2 separate regions of the Danio rerio genome follow, and region 1 is linked to region 2. The links are chromatin contacts, called in public HiCAR-type maps. All regions are on one chromosome and are shown on one strand. Each heading gives the region's core, a stretch centred on a gene start, on an enhancer-like site or on the middle of the called end of the contact. The rest is flanking DNA. Distances are from core to core; before and after follow the strand shown.

Evidence for each region. HiCAR-type assays count read pairs that join an accessible place to other places.
Region 1: a contact with region 2 is called in a HiCAR-type map of caudal fin, with 4 times the contacts expected there. The contact joins two enhancer-like sites.

Annotation. Positions count from the first base shown.
Region 1 is chr17:39,774,717-39,778,850 of GRCz12tu, reverse strand. The region is part of intron 2 of LOC103909058 (a long non-coding RNA gene); the gene reads right to left. Among named protein-coding and RNA genes, the nearest start is that of plekhh1, 23 kb to the left of the region's middle. Within about 2 kb of position 2,185, at least 23 of the 62 cell types and tissues checked have an H3K27ac peak or open chromatin away from gene starts, as enhancers often do. A contact at or near this core is called in caudal fin, where this site is marked.
Region 2 is chr17:39,578,663-39,582,658 of GRCz12tu, reverse strand. No RefSeq gene overlaps it. Among named protein-coding and RNA genes, the nearest start is that of zfp36l1a, 83 kb to the left of the region's middle. Within about 2 kb of position 2,703, at least 23 of the 62 cell types and tissues checked have an H3K27ac peak or open chromatin away from gene starts, as enhancers often do. A contact at or near this core is called in caudal fin, where this site is marked.

The DNA.
Region 1 (4,134 bases), core at 936-3,435, 200 kb before region 2:
GGAAAAAAAAAAGAGTAAAAATCTAGTGTGAAAACTGCTCTTGAATACAACATGCTTAAACTGCATTCACGCACATTAGCGACTGATTCCCCATCAGGCGTAACTAAAGCTGAAGTCTACAGTAGACAGCTGAACCACGGCCATCCCATATAAACACCAGATTCTGCGACCTCATTTCTGCTTTTCATGGAAATCAAACTCTGCAAAATGTCCCATTTATAAACATACATGTTGTCGATTGCCCAGCCAGGCCCAAACAACACATACACTGCTGTCAGCTTCCTTTAGCAGGAATAATTCCACTGACAGACGTCTTGGTGGTTCAGAAACATCCAGATATAAACCCAAAAGCAGCGTGATTGGGAAGCTGAAGGTTTCTGGGTAGATCAAGCACTGTTCTGTGGTTTTGGAAAGGGATTTAGATGCCAAACGTGTTCTTATATGAAACCGTTTTCACATCTGCCCCACAGCTGCTGCTGCTGCGCTGGCCAGGGGTGCGAATGAAGATGAACAGCAAGGAGAAATGGTGGAAAATGGGCTGGGAAGGTAACATACGCTTAATAGAGTATAAATGTACTGTTGTAAATACTGTAAAGGCCAAGCGTATGGGCGCGGGACACTATTTATCTTTGTAACAAGAGAAAAACTACTGTGCACATAAAAGGTCAAAGTACATACTGTACATATGTGTTTACACAGTATTTAATAAAAGATTTAAATAACAACAGTGCTCCTATTAAAATGACCTTTATTCTAGTTTACTATTAGAATACTTCTTTTAAATATATATTTTTTTATTTGTATGTTCAGTTTACTTTTTATGTTCTTCTCTGAAATATACTTAATATTACAATCAGTATACTTGACGTTTTAGTGTATTTGGCCTATCCCTGTTCATTGACATATTCTTAATCAAAACTCTATGCTGAGTGACCTATTTTTTTCACATATATTAAATATTCATCTTCATAATCATCATTTCAGAGATAAGGCTTAAGGCTATTCCGAGACTAAACTGGATGTTTGAGCTGTCTAAACCAAAATGAACTTGCAGTGATAAATATTGAAATACATCAGTGCATTTGTTTTGTCTTGAGATGTACTCCAATAATGTATTTCTAAATTTTTTATTCATAAAAGCTGCCCTAATTTAACAGTTTTTCTTTGTGGAAAAACAAATATGCTACTGCATTGTAAAACCCAATTACTTTTTGAGGAATCCAACTGCGGTTAACCATTTAAGTTTTGCAAACTGGTACTATAATATATATGGGTTGATTTCAAATATTAAGAGTAGTAGTAATTTAAACATTTTAAGTTCAGTTAAGTTCACAGTCAAATCGATATAAGTTCAGTTAATAGAAGTCCAAACAACTATATAGCCACTCAAATGGTTTGGTATTGCTTCTAGCATTAGAGTTAACACAAACAAAAATATATAATAAATCAATTCATAACTCATTAGGCATGAGTTCTATTTAATGTAATCCGTTTATGAGTTACCATAACTCTTTTTCATTTAGTCAAATTTTAGTCAATTTTTTAAAATTATCAGTTAAACCAGCTTATTTCATTTAGTGATTTTTCACTGTTCAGGTTTTACAGTATACAGGTGTTCTTGCAGGCAGCATAGCCTTCAAATAATGATTAGTTAACTTTGCTAACTAATCTTTTTTCGCAATACCTAATTTGGTGCAAGGCACATTTGTCCTTAAACTAGTAACTCATAAGCTTTAGTCTATTTGTTGTAGTTTCATGTGCAAATTGGAACAACCTAAAGTACTTATTATACAGTATTTTGCCTGTAAAAGTTCATTACATCCTTGATTAGTGATATTACAGTGTAGTTTATTTGTATCACGAGTATATACAAATAAATTATGAGTTTATATATAGACCAAGTTTACTATTTCTGAGTAAAAAATATGCTGAGTGATCTTCAGCTTGCCTACTAAACTGCACATTTTATCTTCAATAAAACTATCCATGTATAACTATTAGGCTATTCTGGAGTTGTTTGAGGAGTTTCCCGCCATTTTTCGTTACCGTTTTATCAACGATTACAGGTAGGCTAAATGAAAAAAGGCAATGTAGAATTTTTAACAGCAGTTCTGATTGTGTCCAGCAGGTGCCATCTAAGCTCTATGTTCTTTGACACACTAGCCTGCAAACGTTCAGCTTGTAATGGGTTAACTTTCAACAGTGTTGTAATGCTAACCACAACTCAACAACACACTCAATGACTTGATAATGATAAACAGTCTTACTATCTAACCAGGGATCTTGTGAATCAAACCCAGGCACAAGGGAATCAGTTTAGAAAGCACATAAACATGTGGACTCACTGCTCCAGGATTAGCTGTTCCATTAGCAAAGGGCAAAATTAGCATCTGCAGAGTTTTGTGGTTGGTTTAGAGTGAAATATAATCTCAAGTGTACCTTGCACAATACAAATAATGAGACAAGGTGGTGCCTTTGTGACGTGTTTAGTTGGACATCTCAAATTTATGTAATCACATTCAGGCATAATTGCACTGAGAACATGAAATGCTTACCTATGTGATTTTTGATTACTGAAGCATACTCTAAACTAGAACGGCTCTGAGTTGTTGTAAATGACAGGTAGAGACATATTGGAATGCTGCTCAGTAGGTGATCTTAAAGTCTCAAGGTTATTGCAGTCCGGCACTGTGTGAAGAGGTGACTAGATGCATATCTCTGTCAGAATGAGGATGTATGTAAAAAAACAAAACAAAAAAAAAAAACAAACAAACATGATTTCAACCTTTACCTGTAATTGATTTTCCAAGTATTGAATGGGTAAAAAAGTCCCAATGGCTTTCAGTTCAGTATTTTTTTTTCCCTAAAGCACATTTTACAATAATTGTCACAAACAAGATTTACAAGGTTTAACACCTCCAGCTAGCAAACTATGGATGACAAAAGTGGGGGTAAAACGAGAGAACACTCAGTCTTTAAGGTTAGAATAAGGAAGAAAACTTTGTTACAGAACCCTTTTTTGTCATAAAAGTTATATTATAATTTTATGTAGTAGCACCTTCAAATAATCCACTATAAAAATTTAGATTATACTGTAAACACATACATTTTTTGTTATATTTAGTTTATTATAATTATAAAAACTATAAAAAAAACTATAATATATTTTATAATTATATTTTTTACCTTTATTATATAGTACAGTGAAGTTAAGACAAATACATAGGGAGAAAAAAGGAAGGAATGAACGGCAAAGCACCTTGAGCCGGGAATTAAACTCATTTCGCCATGAACACACCAGTACTATTTGTTGGCACACTTTACCTCTAGCATATTGGCACTGAATACACACATTAATTTATTTGGTATCACCTTGTATAATGAAAGAGAACAGCAAAGGTCTTAAGATGGAACATTGTTTCTTGTTTACACATACATGATGTAAACCAAACAAGTTCTGTCCATACTTTAAAAGCTAATACAACCCCCCTGGTTTCACTTGATTCCAAAATGTGAGTCAGAAACACTAACAAGAGGCACTGGTGGAACCCTTTCGCACTGATGGAACTTTTTCACAGTTTCTAGAACTAGTGGTGGAGAGTCACACTTTGTGACATGATTGCTTTGGAGCAGAGATGCCTAGGGCCCGCAGGCCAAAATTGGCCCATGGTAACCTTTGATTTGGCCTGCCATCCCATCTGAGAAGACAGTAAGAGTGATAAAAAAAAGTTTTTAAAAAGTGGGATAGAGGACAATGCAGAGGCTTTTGTGAGTAAATCAAGGCAAAGGAAGATTCTACTTGACTAATGTATAAAGCATTGAACTCCACTGTAGAGTTACTGCTTTGACATGACTGAGTTTCAATAGTCACATCAAAGCAGTAACTAAGTCAGCATACCATCATCTCAAAAAACATTGCAAGAATTAGATGCTTTGTTTCCAGTGAGGACTTAGAGATGTTCATGCTTTTATCAGCAGCAGGGTGGATATATATATATATATATATATATATATATATATATATATATATATATATATATATATATATATATATATATATATATAATTAAACTGCAATTTGCAATACTGTACAGTCTTGAATTATATAATATCAAAGCCATTTACTGTCTGTTT
Region 2 (3,996 bases), core at 1,454-3,953:
TCTGAATAACAAAAAATAAACACAGTATATTTGTACGCAATTACTCTGGTTCACCGAAAGCATGCTTCCCACACATAGACATAGGGTGCGGCACCCGAGTATATTAACGGCTGCCAAGTATATTTAGTGACACATTTTTTTTTTACTTTTGGTATCATCCTTTTATTGTATGTACCTAACATAACCAAACATCCGCGATCAGTTAGGTAGTGGAAAAACCTCTCGTATACAAATTTTGTTCTGTGTGCACAAGACCTGTCAACACTCCTACAGACAGTCTCACATGCTCTGCAGACCCACAGAGACTTGCTGTCTAAAGCTGTTGTTCGTTAATTGTATATGTTTGCATTACCCTTTTACTTAAGCATTCAAAACATTAAAAAGTCATATATTCTGTTCAACACAAGCTAAAAATCTCTTAATATTTTTTTTTACATGAAATGAAAGTCATTGGCAACTTTACTGGTACTCATAGCATGGATAAAAATAGTGTGAGCATTTTTTTTTCTGTGGGTGAGAAAGTGGCACAGTAGGTAGTGCTGTCGCCTCACAGCAAGAAGGTCACTGGGTCGCTGGTTCGAACCTCAGCTCAGTTGGCATTTTTGTGTGGAGTTTGCATGTTCTCCCTGCCTTCGTGTGGGTTTCCTCCGGGTGCTCTGGTTTCCCCCACAGTCCAAAGACATGCAGTACAGGTGAATTGGGTAGGCTAAATTGTCCGTAGTGTATGAGTGTGTGTGTAGATGTTTCCCAGAAATGGGTTGCGACTGGAAGGGCATCTGCTGAGTAAAAACTTGCTGGATAAATTGGTGGTTCATTCTGCTGTGGCGACCCCGGATTAATAAAAGGACTAAGCCGACAAGAAAATGCATGATGATGATTTTTTTGTTCTACAAATGAAAGTATTACATGCAAACTCTACTTTAATCTGTACTTTTACAGTGAAAAAAAAATACTGATATTAATAGTAAAAACTGTTTAAACCAGGAGTGGCCAAACTTTTTTGTATGACAGGCCAAAAACCAAATATCGTTGATAGCCATGGGCCAAAGATAAATATACCAAATTATTTTATTTATTTTACATTTTTACATTTCGTTTAGCTTTACAGCTGACAGTGTGCGCACAGTCATGAGAGATACATTCTTGAATAAAATCTTTACACTCAGAGAGGAGGAAATGACTGGTCTAAACTGGCTGCAAAATATATGTACAGCATTAGTAATGGTTAATCAATGCATTTGCATTTTCATAAATATTGTACACATTTTAATCTTGTAATAAGGACAATTTTTTTTAAGCTATTGTCTGTTTTTTATTCCTTTTTCTGTCATTTATTTCTGATTTGCTGTATGTATTTGGTTTTGGTTCATTAGGCTATATTACATAGGCTACTTTAAATACATTTCTAAAATGCTTTGGCATTCAAGTTTGCTTTGAACTTGAAAGAGAAAGAGAAGCAGATTTGATATGTCAGTGTGTGCACGTGGCTCCTGAATATCATAAAAGTAAATTAAATAGTGGATTGTCTTTTTTTTACTTTAATGCATTGAAAAGAAACAGCGTAAAACAGTGTCAAAATAAATAAAACGATTGTTTAAAACTAAATTATGTTTTGTTTATTGCATATAGTCAACAATTTTTATGTAATGTGAGTAAATGGTGCGTTTCAATTCAACTAAGTGGGAAGCCCTGCACCTTATATTTTCATGAACTAGTTACTCACTCAATTCATTTTTATTTCTGAAGCACATACAATCATCATGATAAATATAACCTTCTGTAGTCAAATATATTTGAATAACAAACCATATAATTACTGCTTCTCTGAACAGATTTATTCAGTTAAATGAATATCTAGCATTTAAAGCAAGTATATTGTAAATAGTTGTAATCAAATGACCTGAAAATCAAAAGTAATCCCTTACTCTACTTTTTTTTTTATCAGAAAAGTAATTGAATTAACCATGCACGTGATTACATTTAACCTCAAAAGTTTTTACAGCACAGAAGCAACCCATTTAAATGGTAATGGCTAGAAATAGTCTAAAGGGACATAAAATTCAAATTGGATGTGAGGATGTATAGGTGTTTCCCAGTAATAAGTTGCAACTGGAAGCGCATTGTGTAACACATATGCTGGAATAGTTGGCGGTTCAATTCACTGTGGCAACCCCTGATAAATAAGGGACTAATCCAAAGGAAAATTAATGAAAAAAGTAGTCCCTTACACTACTTTTTCAGCAGAGAAGTAATTTAATTACACTCAAAACCACACATAAGCTTTTATACTACAAAAGCAACCAAATGTTTGTTTGTTTTAGCATGTAGAAATGATCTAAAAAGACATTAGAATCCATAGCCTAAGCTAGAGCACAACCGTGTAACCTAGAGCAAGCAGTAAGCCCATTTGTCACCAGATTTCACTTTGTTTGACTGATGTGACAGCTGTTTTGGGAAAAGTGGCGGCCTATAGGGTTCAGTCACGTATCCTACATTTCGGAAGTGAGCCATTATGGATGACACATACAGTAATCTGCATCTTCTGTTGCTCCTGGTCAACTCATTATACCAAAAAAGAAAGCATTTCTCAACAAACAAATAGGCTTCAAACTCGGCTTTGGCCCAAGAAATCCCATAGAGTGTGAAAACAGCCTCAGAATGAGAGTAGTACAAATTTAGCCAGACACCAGTGACTGTTTGTCATGTGCTAAAGCTGTCATGACAAGTTTGTACGCACATCTGTGCTTCAGCATCCGCTTCCTCTCTTGTGCATCTACGTCCTGTGGTAAAAACGTGCTATCAGACGATCGCTCCAATATGGTTACAATTCAACTGCTATCAATCTCAATTAGTAACGTTGTCCTAATTGTGGCGCTCTTTTCACATTATCTCTCTCTTTCTTTTTTTGCCAGTGCTGAGGAATGAATGAACTTGTGCAGAAGTATTCACCCCTTTCTTTGTCATAAACAGAGGTTTTTCTCTCGCTCTCCTTCTTTAGTACTCGGCTCTTTTTCCTTACAAAGGACTCGAGGCAGAGTGGAGCAGACAGTGGCTGCATTATCAGGCGGGTAACTGGACGGCAACAGTGCCCTTCCCTCTGTCACACACAGTGAATTAGGGACCTCGAGTGGGACAATGAAGGATTGTCCTCTTTAAGTTCATAATCGTCCACTAGAAGACAGAAAGGCCAGCAGGAGTGGTCAGAGAGTCCCAGAAATTCTAATTTGGTTTTAAGTTCATTCAAAAATTAAGTGTTCTGTCATTATGTCATTAAAAGTTGTTCATTCTGCTCACAAACACAAACTCTCTCTCTCTCTCTCTTTTTTTTTTTTTTTTTTTTTTTACATGAAATGAAAGTCATTTGCAACTTTACTGGCACTCATACCATGGCTAAAAATAAAGTGTTAAAATTTAGTTGTTGTTGTTGTTGTTGTTGCTGTTCTACAAATGAAAGTATTACATGCAAACTCTATTTTAACCTTTACTCTAACAGTGAAAATGACTGTAATATTTAGAGTAAAAACTGTTTAAACCATGGGTGCCCAAACTTTTTTGTATGAATGCCAAAAACCAAATATCATTGATAGACATGGGCCCCAAAGATAAATACACCAAATTATTTTACATTAAAGTTGCCATTTGAAAATTTTTAATTAATTTCTTCTTATTAAAATGTAAATAAATGGAAAACATTACTTTCAGTTGTATTAACTAATGTAGTGTTTGAACATTTTAAATGATAACTTATTATAACTGCATTAAAATCATGAACAATCATGTCTTTGCCTTGATTCGCTCACCAGTCTCTGCATTGTTTTCTATCTGTATATTAAACTGAAATACACCATTTCATTTGAAATATTTATTTTCAGATAGCTTTTTTGTAGCTTAAGAATGAAACAAACAAAGTGAAGGTTACAATGATTTGAAATTACAATCTCTAAATCATTCTTAGGTGGGATAGTTGGCCAAATCATTACCATGGGCCAACTTTGG